Linked DNA regions of Pan troglodytes: region 1 is linked to region 2. A link is a contact called in public Hi-C data. All regions are on one chromosome and are shown on one strand. The core of a region is the stretch at or near the end of the contact, and the rest is flanking DNA. Distances in the headings are between cores, read along the strand shown. Region 1 overlaps SNCAIP (synuclein alpha interacting protein). Region 2 holds the start of SRFBP1 (serum response factor binding protein 1).

Region 1 (6,478 bases), core at 2,604-5,103, 460 kb after region 2:
ACTAGAAGATTAGCTATTCAACTAAAATTACCTAAAAGATCTTTGGCAAATAAATGTAGAATCCAATCATATTTATTAAAAAGCCAGAAGTGACATTCAGGGAAATATAATACATCTTGTATTTTTGCATATGTGCTTTGCTTTACATAATAGTTGTGTCTTCTAAAAGCTGAATAATCATAATTTTTATAAATTTAATTATATTGAAATTCGTGAGGGGAATTTGTTGGAGAAACCTACATGTGAATTCACTAAAGAACGTTACATTTAAAAAACCATTAACTGCTGTTCTACCTTAATATATTTTTTATGCAAACCTGATTTTTTTGTATTTTTAATTTGATGATTCAGCAAAGTTTTATACATTAAAAAATAATTTCCATTTTATTTAATTTTGCTCAGTTAAGCAAAGTAATTAATAAGGTATACTTCAAATCTAGCATAGAAGATAATTTTTTAAATAAAATAAATCTATGACCCTGGTAGGTATTATTTTGCTTTGGTTGTAAGTGATATGATGTTGAATTAAGAAGTAAACTTCAGGCAGCTATCATGAAGAAAGATAAATAGAACTAAACTACAGGCAGCTATCATGAAGAAAGATAAATAGAACTAAACTACAGGCAGCTATCATGAAGAAAGATAAGTCAAATGTAAAGTCGAGATTTAATATAGTTGAGCTTAACAAAGTGTACCAAGTTTACCAGGTACTGCGTTTGGTGGCTGGCAATACAAATTTGTATAAGTCATAGTCCCTACTCTTAAGGAGCTAATATTATTGCTAGTGGATAAGACTGGTAAGTTATCAGTAACACAAGTATAGGATGGCAAATTTGGGATATAGCCCTGTGACAGAGTTCTGTAGACATCAATGAGCATGTGTCAGTGATAAATATTCTTGCAGTGCTAATGAGTGTTAAGATTTGCCTTGCTGTTTTAGTGTTTATAAAATACAGTTCTCATTAGTCTTCCTAATGGTAGATTATTTATATAGGTAGAAGAAAATAATTTTTTTAAATTTGTATGCCCTAGGGCTTGTTTTGATAGATTAAAAATCTCTGAGTAGAAGGTACATAAGAAACTTAGTGGTTGTTACGCCAATCTTCAGCATAAACACCTTCTATGATATCCATATTAAGTTTCAATTCATTCTTATATTCCTGCAGTCAACATAAGATTGCCATTATACCATCAGTGTGCAAACTTAAACAGCACTGTTTTTTTTTTTTCATTTTAATGAAAAAGATTTCAAACCCATAAGACTCAAAAACTTTTACAGGTTTGAGGTCTCAGGCTTTTCATACTTAACTTCCAGAAAATGATTTGAATGTTCTACTCCTTTATTCTAGAATTTACAAAAGCAGTAAATACAAATATTTTATAACAAGTGCTTCCCTCTTTAGAAATCTGTCCTGACGCATATTTTGTCTCAGTCCATTCAGTGTATTTTGATGAACACTGATGACATTGAGAGAGTCCTAAAGAGTCACCATTTTGTTTTAGGACCTTGTTTTGAACACCAGTAACCAACTAGTGGTGTTTCACCTCATTAAACACAGTTTTGAGGGCCCTGCTGTCATGGAAAGACAAAGTTGGTACAAATGGACAGAAGTTGCTAAGATAATATGACTTGGCTAACAGGAAGCAGAGTAAGGGATAAGGTATCAAATAGAAAGATTTACCTGGGAACGGGCTTTGAAGTCATATCAGGACTTAAGAACATCTCCCTCACTATTAAACTCCTGGAATGGAACGTAATAAATTCTGCCAGTTACATACAGAATTTATTGACCACTTCTGGGATACCCAAGAGTACATACTGTGGGAGTTCAGGGTATTATTGAGTTTTCTTTAGAAATGATTAAGCAAAGTAGTTGGAAAGAAATATTTCTAAAAGGTGAGAGCAGTCTGTTTTCTAAAACAGGACAGAAGAAGTAATTATTTTAAGACTTAAACAGTCTAGGAATGAAATAATCTTAATTCCCTTTTCACTTCTCATTCAGTCCTTTTGATTAAGCCAAAAAGCAAAGTGTCCATCTGGATATAACGTGACTTCAAACACATAATCTTACTGATACCCCCTTGCTGTATGTTAAATACAGCAAGTGGCCCCAGGCCGATAGACTTTGGCAGGCAAAAATCTCCTGCTAGAATTTTTTGTTTGTTTGTTTTCTTAGTATTTATATTTATGGCAAGTAATACTGGTTTCAAACTCACAATAGTGATATAATATTTCCTTCTGCCTTTCTAACAGTATTTTGTTTAAGTGTTGCCTCCTTGAATAACTAGAACTAACAGACATCTAATAGAACACTACCCAACAATAGCAGAAAACATATTCTTGTCAAGTACACATGAAACATTCTCCAGGATAGACCAAATGTTAGGCTATGAAACAAGTCTCAATAAGTTTTTTTTTTTTTACCTTTTATTTTTATTTATTTATTTATTTATTTATTTATTATACTTTAAGTTCTAGGGTACATGTGCACAACATGCAGGTTTGTTACACATGTATACATGGGCTGTGTTGGTTTGCTGCACCCATTAACTCGTCATTTACATTAGGTATTTCTCCTAATGCTATCCCTTCCCCATCCCCCCACCCCACGACAGGCCCCAGTGTGTGATGTTCCCCGCCTGTGTCCAAGTGTTCTTATTGTTCAATTCCCACCTATATGTGAGAACATGCGGTGTTTGGTTTTCTGTCCTTGTGATAGTTTGCTCAGAATGATGGTTTCCAGCTTCATCCATGCCGCTACAAAGGATATGAACTCATCCTTTTTTATGGAAGTCTTAATAAGTTTTAAAGGATCGAAATGCAAAGTTATGTCCTTCGATCATAATAGAATGCAATTAGAAATCAATAACAAAAGGAAATTTGGGATGTTCATAAATATGTAGAATTACATGTCAAAATAAATCAACGTGTTAAGAAATCACAAGGAAAATTAGGAAATATTTATAGATGAACGAAAATGAAAATACAACATACCAACACTTACAAGATGCAACTAAAGCAGCACTTAGAGGGAGATTTGTAGCTGTAAATGCCTCTATTAAAAGAGGAGGAGAGGAAAGTGGGAAGGAGAAAGACTTCAAATTAATAGCCTAATTTTCCACCCTAGAAAACTAGAAAAAGAAGAGCAGAGTAAATCCAAAGCAAGCAGAAGGAAGGAAATAATAAAAGTTAGAGTAAAAAGAAATAAAATAAAAAATAGAAAAATAATAGAGGACGTCAATAAAACAGCATTTAGTTCTATGAAAATATTTTTAAAAAGTAATGAATGCCTAATTTAGGTAAACTGACCAAAAAAAAAAAAAAGAAGACCTACATTACTAAAATCAGAAATCAGAAATGTTGCCTCACATTTCTGTGTTCTGTGTAAACGCCAGTTTGCGTAAACCGTCTTGCCTAGTAAATGATCAATATGGTTGCTATTCCTTTCTTCTTTTAGCGGGAATGAAGCACATTGTATTTGTGTGTTAGTGGTTTTTCGTTTTTAATCCTGGTAGGAAACATTTGGCATGCTCCAATTGCGAAATTTAAGGAAAGTCTGTAATTAAGGGATTATATATAAAAGGATGGTTGAGGGTAAGGGGTCCGTAAAGGAAAGTGCAGTACCCTGGGGTGTTTATTTAACAGCCAGGACACGGTTACCTCCCCAAAGCTGGGAAAGGGAAAGGAGTGGTTATAAGAACTTGAGATAGAAAGGACTGAGTACAAAGGACTGGCTTACTTTTGGGCTTTTTAAGGGACTCAGATGGCCAATGGCAACCCCATAGAGAGGGCCTCAAACTCACTCTCCTTTCCTGATCTGCCACTGTCTCCATCAGCCAGATCCAGCCAGAGGAGCAGGGAGCCAACTCATTCAGAACAACCTCCTAGGGCAAATACCTCCGGAGAATAGAATCTGCATGTGAATAGTTGGGCGTTCCATTATCCAAATGGAATAAAATGAAGAATGAGCAGATTACCTCATTGTCCTCCTTTTAGAATAAATTTTTACCCTTGAGCAGTTAAATGATAGAATTCTAAAATAAAGAGAAACTAATCCTATTCTACTAATTTAAATGCTACCCTCAGTGAAGCCTCCCTTGGCTCCCTGCCAACCATACCTCTTTTCTCCTGGGCTAAAATCCCACAAGCTGCAAACTAGGAAGGCAGTTGAATGTTTGATTTGTCTGACAGAGTTATTGCGAGAATCTAAGAGAGCATTCTAATAGAAGGTAACAAGTATTGTCTGCTTAGTAAGTTTACATGCTTTATTTCATTTAATCTTCATGGTAACTCTATGAGGTAGTTACTATTATCCCTGCTATTTCACTGTTTCACAGATAAGAAAATTGAGTATCGGATAGGTAAAGTAATTTGTCCATGGTCTTGTAACTAAGTGGCAGATTAAGATTTAAAACCATATCAGAATCTGGGTTTTAATCACGAGGAGATACGTATCTGGGTTTATATATCATACTGCTCTATAAGTGGTAGGGAACATTTTCTACAGACATGTATGGACTATATTGTAGCTATTTACATGCTTTGATTGCTTTTTGAGAGAAGTTTAAGTTTCTAAAAATTATGAGAAATTTTTTTAAAATTATGAGGGTAAAAAATACTCATAAACGACTATAAGAAAATCCTACTCTTTTTTTTCTGCCTACTTTTACTTGATCCTAAAGGTCAAGAGGGTTGGTTTCCTTAAAAATGTAAAAGTTGAGGATATTTTACTTTCTGTATCCATAGTTATATTATTTGTATATAATAAAAGATAATTTCCCTTTTTAAAATTGTTTAATATTTTACTAATTAAGATATTTACCTCATCCCTTAATGAAATTTTTAATTTCAAATATGAGTTTACTGATTTTTCATTAACAAATATGATTCTTTGGAGATTGGAAAACAGTTGTGCATCTTATGAAGTTTAATTGAAGAATACTGAAGACCATGCCGTGTGTTGGCTTAGTTTTGGAACAATTAGAATGCTCATATGATGCTGGTGGTGATATAAAGTGGGCAATCACTTTGGAAACTAGTTTGGTGGCTTTTTATTAAGTCAAATATACAGCTACCATACGACTCAGAAATTCCGTTATTTACCGAGGAGAAATAAAAGCATGTATTCACTATTCACAAAAAAAAATTCATAGCAACTTTATTCATAATATCCCCTAAGTGGAAACAATCCACATATCTATCAATAAGTTATTGGATAAGTAAATTGTGGTTTAATTCTACAATGAAATACTTCTCAGCAATAGAAAAGGAATAAATTACTGATACAAGCAGTAGCTTGGATGAGTCCCAAAGGCCTGCTATGTAAAAGAAGCCAGACACAAGAGTATATACAGTAATCTATTGTGACAGAAATCTCATCAGTGGTTGTTTGGGACAAATGAGAGGAGGGTGAGAACCAAAGAGTACCAGAACACTTCTGGGGGTAATGGAAATGTTCTTTGTCTTGAGTGAAGTTATAGTTACAGGAGTATACATATTTGTCAAAATACATCAAACCGTATACTTTAAAAGATTATATTTTATAGTATACAAATTATACCTTACTAAAGTGAATTTAAAATAACTGATTACAATTATGAAAATGAACTTAAATAAAAATTCTGCAATTGATTTCGAGCCAAATCCACAGATCAGGAATATAATAGGTGATATCTTTATATCATATATAAATTAAGCCTGATATAAATGCCAAAATTTATATGATTTCTTTCCTTGGTGAAATTACCATCTTTAATGTATTTTTCAAACCTGAGTTACCTTGAATTTCCATCTCTCTTTCTTTTTTAAAACCTAGAATGGTCAGTTGGAGTGCGTACGGTGGATGGTGAGCGAAACAGAAGCCATTGCAGAACTGAGTTGTTCTAAGGATTTTCCAAGCCTTATTCATTACGCAGGTTGCTATGGCCAGGTATGAAGGAGTTTTTTAAGTATCTTCCCTTTGTGTACCATATAATCTTCCTACTTTTTTATTATTAGTCCATCAAAATCCAAACATAAGAAATCATCAAAAATGTATCCAAAGGTATATAACCAATGATATTTGTTGTTATTTTTGTTTTAAATGAAAAAAAGTTTACAACAACCTAAATAAATATCCCATGACAGATATTGGATAAATAATGAAGCTGCAGCCATTGATGACATTTTATGGGAAAATGTTCATTATATAGTACTAAACAAATATGTATGATACAAAACTGGTCCTATAATTTAGCACCAGCTTTGAATTTTGGAGATAAAGGGAAATAGAAATTAATACTAAAAAAAATTATGTCACAACATGTTTATAGTAGTTATCACTCAGAGTAGCAGTACAAGTGGCTTCGATTTTCTATTTTTTTTAATTTTTCAGTATTTTCCAAATTTTTTACAGTAAACACATTTAACATTTATCAAAAGGAACAATGACACATTTTCTTGAACCCAAAGTTAAAAGGAAAATCTTTATAAGACATT
Region 2 (6,556 bases), core at 1,015-3,514:
GGAAGCATCATAGCTAAGGGAGACAGCATGGGCTAAGGAGGAAAACTAAGCAAGTGCTGATCCTGAGGAGACTGGTGGTTTAAGAACTGAGATTTTAGGGAGCAAAAGAAGTAGTCAAGAGAAAACACTGCAAAGCTTTTCAGAGTTACAGGCAAATTTTGTATTAGTAATACATTTTCTGAAGCATTGTGGGATCATAATAACTCCTTTCTCCCAAATTCGAAGACAGATTTTGAACAAAGCTCTCTATTTATCTTGATTATTTGACATTCCTTCGTACGTATTTATATGCAAAGTGAACACTACCCACCTGGAGCTGAAAAAGCTCCTACACTCCAGGAGTTCAGCTTTGATGACAGAAGGTAGACAAAGGAAACAATTACAATTCAGCATACTATTTAGTAGTGGCAAATCTACCTTCATGTAACACTGGTCCAACAGGAAGTCATCTGTTAAATCCATTTGTGTCCAAATAATGCACCAAACTAAAAGAATACCAATTTCTTTTACCAAGTCAGAGCTATTCAAAGTGGAGTTCAGTTTTATGAGATAACAGCATGGGTTCTGGACAAGGCTGGTTTCTTGGGCAAAGGCTCAGAAGTGGGCCTTGGTTAACTAAGCTTTGGGCACAGTCTTGAAATTATTAGTGATTTCATTTTGGAATTTGAGTTTTGTAAGTGAAGTCTAGTGGGATAATGGAACATGTGCCAAGGCCTTGTTGTCTCAGGTCATGTGTGGTCCTGTCCCCAACAGCTCCTCAGGTGGATTCTCTGGTTTCCTGCTCTCCTGTCTCCACCCAGCAACTGCTGCCACCTTGCTCCAGTGTATACACTCCTACCTGAGTCTTGGGGCAGGGGTCTCAGGCACCTTTGAGGGTCTGCCCTGACAACCTAATGTCTCTGTGCTTTAGGGAGCATCGTATTAAATAGTAAATTAACAAACACCATGAAGAGTCAAGAGACGCTATGGAAGAAACTTTTTTTTTTTTTTTGAGACAAAGTTTCACTCTTGTTGCCCAGTCTGGAGTGATCTTGGCTCACCGCAACCTCCGCCTCCCAGGTTCAAGTGATTCTCCTGCCTCAGCCTCCCGAGTAGCTGGGATTACAAGCATGAGTCACCAGGCTCGGCTAATTTTGTATTTTTAGTAGAGACAGGGTTTCTCCATGTTGGTCAGGCTGGTCTCGAACTCCCGACCTCAGGTGATCCGCCCGCCTAGGCTTCCCAAAGTACTGCGATTACAGGCGTGAGCCACCACCCTCCGCCGGAAGAAACGTTTTTCCTGCATTTTGAATAAAGGGGCCTGGATTTTCATTTTGCACTGTACCCCAGGTATTATGTAGCTGGACTTGAAGTCCTGTAGCAGTGGACAGTCCCAGGCAAGTGACTCTGGGCGAGGCACTTGGTGCCTCTGAAGTCACTTTCCACATCTGTGAAATAATAGTTCAGAGCAGAGTAGGGTGGCTCACTCCTGTAGTCCTAGTTATTTGGAAGGCTGAGGTGAGAGGATGGCTTGAGCCCAAGAGTTTGAGGCTGCAGTGAGCTATGACTGTGCCACTGCACACCAGCCTGGATGACAAAGAGAGACTGGGTCTCTAACAAAATAATATTAATAAAAGGATAATAATTTCTATCTTGTTGGATTTCTGTGGAGATTTGGAGCTAATTTATGTAAAGCTCTTGGACCACCATTTGACACATTTTAATGGTCAGTACTAGAAGGTGTTGACAATTACACATTACCTAATTCAAACACATTACCTAATTCAAACACACTCCCTTACGTCTCCTATGCCTGCCGGCTAATAAACAGCCATTCCCACAGGCAGTACCAAATGTGTATCCTGGTTTTGCTTCAAATGTTCATTCCCTAAATTTAAACCCTTCTATAGTGTGCAGGAAAAAAATGTCCGCACCTCAGCTATAATGTGAGGTTGGAACAAAAAACTGCGAGGATTTAAAAAGGTGTGCTTGTTAGAAAAGCAGAAATCTTCACAAATACTAGATTTAAAAAAATGGAAGCAAAAAATCGTTCATTTAAGTGATCATTTCAGTAGAGCTCTTTCACCGCCGTTCAGAGCCCCCCTAGCCATTAGAGAGAAAAACCAAGGCCGGTACAATGCGAGCGCAGTGTACCAAGGGAACACACACACAAACAAAAACCGAATCTTGAAAAACTAGACGTTGCCCAGCTACCAGCCCCCATCTGGTTTCCATAGGAACGCGCAATTCCGTTGCGTAGCGCTCTGCGCCGGTAGTTGTTCTGTCTCAGTTCCGGTTTTCCCTTCCAAGAGTCAATATTTCTTGTTCCCAGGCGGCAGCTAGAGCAGAAGGCGGATGAGTTTTGGACAGAAGAGGCTTCCGTTGAGGGGCGTGGCGACGCAGCCGCGGTCTGAGAGACCCGGTTCACGTGCAGGCAGCGGCGGATCATATTCCTTCATCTACCATGGCTCAGCCGGGAACTCTGAACCTCAATAACGAGGTGAGCGCCGAGGAACCTATGGGGCTGACTTTAAGGGTCCTCAAAACCAGCTCTTTTGAGACGCGTGGTTGGAGGCGGGCATAGAGGGTGCGGTTGGAGGAACTTTCGTGGTGGGCCCAGGCGGGTTTCCCGCAACTTGGAGTTTGGCAACCGGTAATTTCCCTTTTCGGTCTCCAGGTGACTGAAGTGAGAGACATGTGTCTGGCCCCACGAATTTATGTCTGTGGGACTTTGGGAAGACCCTTTAGCCTGTATGTTCAATATTCTCGTCTGTAAAGCGGAGCTCAAGATAGTTCGTCCCAGGGTTGTGAGATTAACTGAGATACGTAAAGTATTTGCAAGTGCCTGACCCTTAATAAACTTTCAGTACACAGTACCTGCTCTTTATTGCCTGTCGAAAATGAAGAGAGAAAGTAAGAGCTGTAGCTTCTAAGAAATTGGTGGTCTTGAATGAGACTGTATGCTCAGTACTTCGTTTCCTCTTCCAGTTAGTGTCCTATTTCTTTGCTTCCGTTTACAGCAGAACTTCAATAAAGAGCTGTTTATACTTGCTATCCTCAATTCTTTTTTCTGCTTTTTCAGTCCATTCTCATCAGACATTTGTTCTCACCACCGTCACTTCCATAGTGTGCGGTGTCGACAAAATACCATTTCTACCACTTATCCCCCTTTGGTTTCTGCTTCTATTCAACAAAGTAATGTCATCCAAAGTCTTAAAGTAAGCTGGAAACATAAGGATCGAGTAAGGACCTCACAGTTAGATACAGAAAGGAAATTCTTTATCCCGTTTATGAGCAAGTCACTGTTTAGATTATACACAGTAGTGTAAGGGATATTTCATATTTTCTAGTAACCTATACTCAAGTGAGACAGCTAAGCAACACTCACCTGTGTTACAGAACAATGTGTGAAGAATGCCCCCAAAACCTAGTAATGCAGAAAAGTTTCCAAAGGCGGCAGAATGAAGTGGGTGATACTTGTCCTTGGTCTTTAGGGATCTTGCACAGGAATTGCAGTCAGTGATTCAGGAAAGGGGAAGAAGTCATTCCAGGCAGAGGGACTGGTATAAGCAGGAAAGGGCTAGTAGCAGAAGAACCCGTGGGTAATACAGGGATAGGTAACTCTTCACTGATGGGAACTTGTGAGATGAAGAAGGAAATAAAACTGAAATATATTCTCTGCTGCCAGATTAACGAGTCAGGATTTCAGTTGACAGTGGACTACAGGATATGCTGAAGAGGGAAGCTGAAAGCAGTCACTATTTACTCATAAACATACATTAAGCTTATGCTTTGTGCCAGAAAGCGTTTGGTGGGCTATTTTGCATTAGGTTACCTGTGATGTATGAAAGATCAGAGTAATGTCCCTGGGATTTCAACCCCAGGGAGCTTCATATCAAATTTTGTAATGACTTTGATGATGGAAATGACAGGAGATGAGTCATTAAAGACTCTTTTAACACTTAGCTAACTTTTGTTCTTCTTCAAAACAGTTAAAATTTGACCTTTAGGAAATCTTCATTAACTCCTCTCGGTCTGGGTTAGGTGTCTATTCTTTGTGCACCCAGATTGCTTTCTCCTCTGGAAACACTTATGTAACTGTTTCTGTCTTCCTGTGTTTATGTGTCTATCATGTGTAGCACATATGTTTACTAGGTGATTAAATGAATTTATGAAAGCAGGAACTACACACATCCACCACTGAAGTCTAGTGTGTTCTAATGTGAAGGAGATAAAAAGGACAGAAAAAAGTGGAGATGATGGAGGATATTATAATTTAAAATTAGTGGGAAAAAAAACCCACAAAAGGAAAGAGAGATTTATCTACATAAAAATTGAATAACCTACCAAAGAAAAGAAAAATGACAACAACTAGAAAAAAAATACAGCAAATATGACAAAGGGCTAATGCCCTTAATAGGAAATACCTCATAGAAATTAAAAGAAACTATCTCAGAAAATAGGCAGAAGAAATGAATTAACTTCTTCAAGGAGGAAATGTATCTGAAAAATAATTTGAATTCGCTTTCAATCTTTTCACTTCTTTTCCATCACCACTAGAATCCTAGTACAGCTACTGTACTAGCTTCCCAACTACTTACATTGACTCTTCTCAAACTTTAATCTTTTTTTTTTATATGTATACTTTAAGTTCTGGGGTACATGTGCAGAACGTGCAAGTTTGTTACATAGGTATACATGTGCCATGGTGGTTTACTGCACCCATTAACCTGTCGTCTACATTAGGTATTTCTCCTAATGCTTTCCCTCCCCCTTTCCCCCCACCCGACAGGCCTTGGTGTGTGATGTTCCCTTCCCTGTGTCCATGTGTTCTCATTGTTCAACTCCAACTTGTGAGTGAGAACATGCAGTGTTTGGTTTTCTGTTCTTGTGTTGCTTTGCAGAGAATGATGGTTTCCAGCATCATCCATGTCCCTGCAAAGGACATGAACTCATCATTTTTTATGGCTGCATAGTATTCCATGGTGTATATGTGCCACATTTTCATTATCCAGTCTATCATTGATGGGCATTTGGGTTGGTTCAAAGTCTTTGCTGTTGTAAACAGTGCCACAATAAACATACATGTGCATGTGCCTTTGTAGTAGAATGATTTATAATCCTTGGGTATATAGCCAATAATGGGATTGCTGGGTCAAATGGTATTTCTATTGCTAGATCCTTGAGGAATCACCACACTGTCTTCCACTATGGTTGAACTAATTTACACTCCCACCAACAGTGTAAAAGCGTTCCTGTTTCTTCACATCCTCTCCAGCATCTGTTGTTTCCTGACTTTTTAATGATCGCCATTCTAACTGGCGTGAGATGGTATCTCATTGTGGTTTGGATTTGCATATCTCTAATGACCAGTGATGATGAGCATTTTTTCATATATTTGTTGGCTGCATAAATGACTTATTTTGAGAAATGTCTGTTCATATCCTTTGCCCACTTTTTGATGGGGTTGTTTTTTTCTTGTAAATTTGTTTAAGTTCTTTGTAGATTTTGGACATTAACCCTTTGTCCGATGGATAGATTGCAAAAATTTTCTCCCATTCTGTAGGTTGCATGTTCACTCTGATGATAGTTGCTTTTGCTGTGAAGAAGCTCTTTAGTTTAATTAGATCCCATTTGTCATTTTTGGCTTTTGTTGCCATTGCTTTTGGTGTTTTAGTCATGTAGTCTTTGTCCATGCCTATGTCCTGAATGGTATTGCCTAGGTTTTCTTCTAGGGTTTTTATGGTTTTAGGTCTTATGTTTAAGTCTTTAATCCATCTTGAGTTAATTTTTGTATAAGGTGTAAGGAAGGGGTCCAGTTTCAGTTTTCTGCATATGGCTACCCAGTTTTCCCAACACCATCTATTAAATAGGGAATCATTTCCCCATTTCTTGTTTTTGTCAGGTCTGTCAAAGATCAGATGTTTGTAGATGTGTGGTGTTGTTTCTGAGGCCTCTGTTCTGTTCCATTGGTCTATATGTCTGTTTTGGTACCAGTACCATGCTGTTTGGGTTACTATAGCCTTGTATTATAGTTTGAAGTCAGGTAGCATGATGCCTCCAGCTTTGTCCCTTTTACTTAGGATTGTCTTGGCTATGCAGGCTCTTTTTTGATTCAATATGAACTTTAAAGTAGTTTTTTCCAATTCTGTGAAGAAAGTCAATGGTAGCTTGATGGGGATAGCTTTAAATCTATAAATTACTTTGGGCAGTATGGCTGTTTTCACGATATTGATTCTTCCTATCTATGAGCATGGAATGTTTTTCCATTTGTATGTGTCCTCTCTTATTTCCTTGAGCAGTGGTTTGTAGTTCTTGAAGAGGTCCTTCACATCCCTGTAAGTTGTATTTCTAGGCATTTTATTCTCTTTGTGCAATTGTGAATCGGGAGTTCACTCATGATTTGGCTCTCTGTTTGTCTATTATTGGTGTATGGGAATGCTTGTGATTTTTGCACATTGATTTTGTATCCTGAGACTTTGCTGAAGTTGCTTATCAGCTTAAGGAGATTTGGGGCTGAAACAATGGGGTTTTCTAGATATACAGTCATGTCATCTGCAAATAGAGACAGTTTGAC

The links. A called contact is a pair of places that touch in the nucleus more often than the background predicts.
Region 1: a contact with region 2 is called in a Hi-C map of stem cell-derived neural progenitor cells, with 4 times the contacts expected there. The contact joins the enhancer-like site here to the promoter of SRFBP1 in region 2. A contact is called at or near these places in 1 of 7 Hi-C or Micro-C datasets (stem cell-derived neural progenitor cells) and 1 of 1 datasets of contacts at active chromatin or transcription factors (stem cell-derived excitatory neurons).

Annotation. Positions count from the first base shown.
Region 1 is chr4:120,175,693-120,182,170 of NHGRI_mPanTro3-v2.0_pri, forward strand. It overlaps SNCAIP (synuclein alpha interacting protein), which reads left to right. Exons shown (of 13, transcript XM_054684545.2): 7 at 5,817-5,930. Among named protein-coding and RNA genes, the nearest start is that of SNCAIP, 120 kb to the left of the region's middle. Within about 2 kb of position 3,854, at least 8 of the 24 cell types and tissues checked have an H3K27ac peak or open chromatin away from gene starts, as enhancers often do. A contact at or near this core is called in stem cell-derived neural progenitor cells, where this site is marked.
Region 2 is chr4:119,715,383-119,721,938 of NHGRI_mPanTro3-v2.0_pri, forward strand. SRFBP1 (serum response factor binding protein 1) reads left to right here and starts at 2,265. Exons shown (of 10, transcript XR_010157317.1): 1 at 2,265-2,479.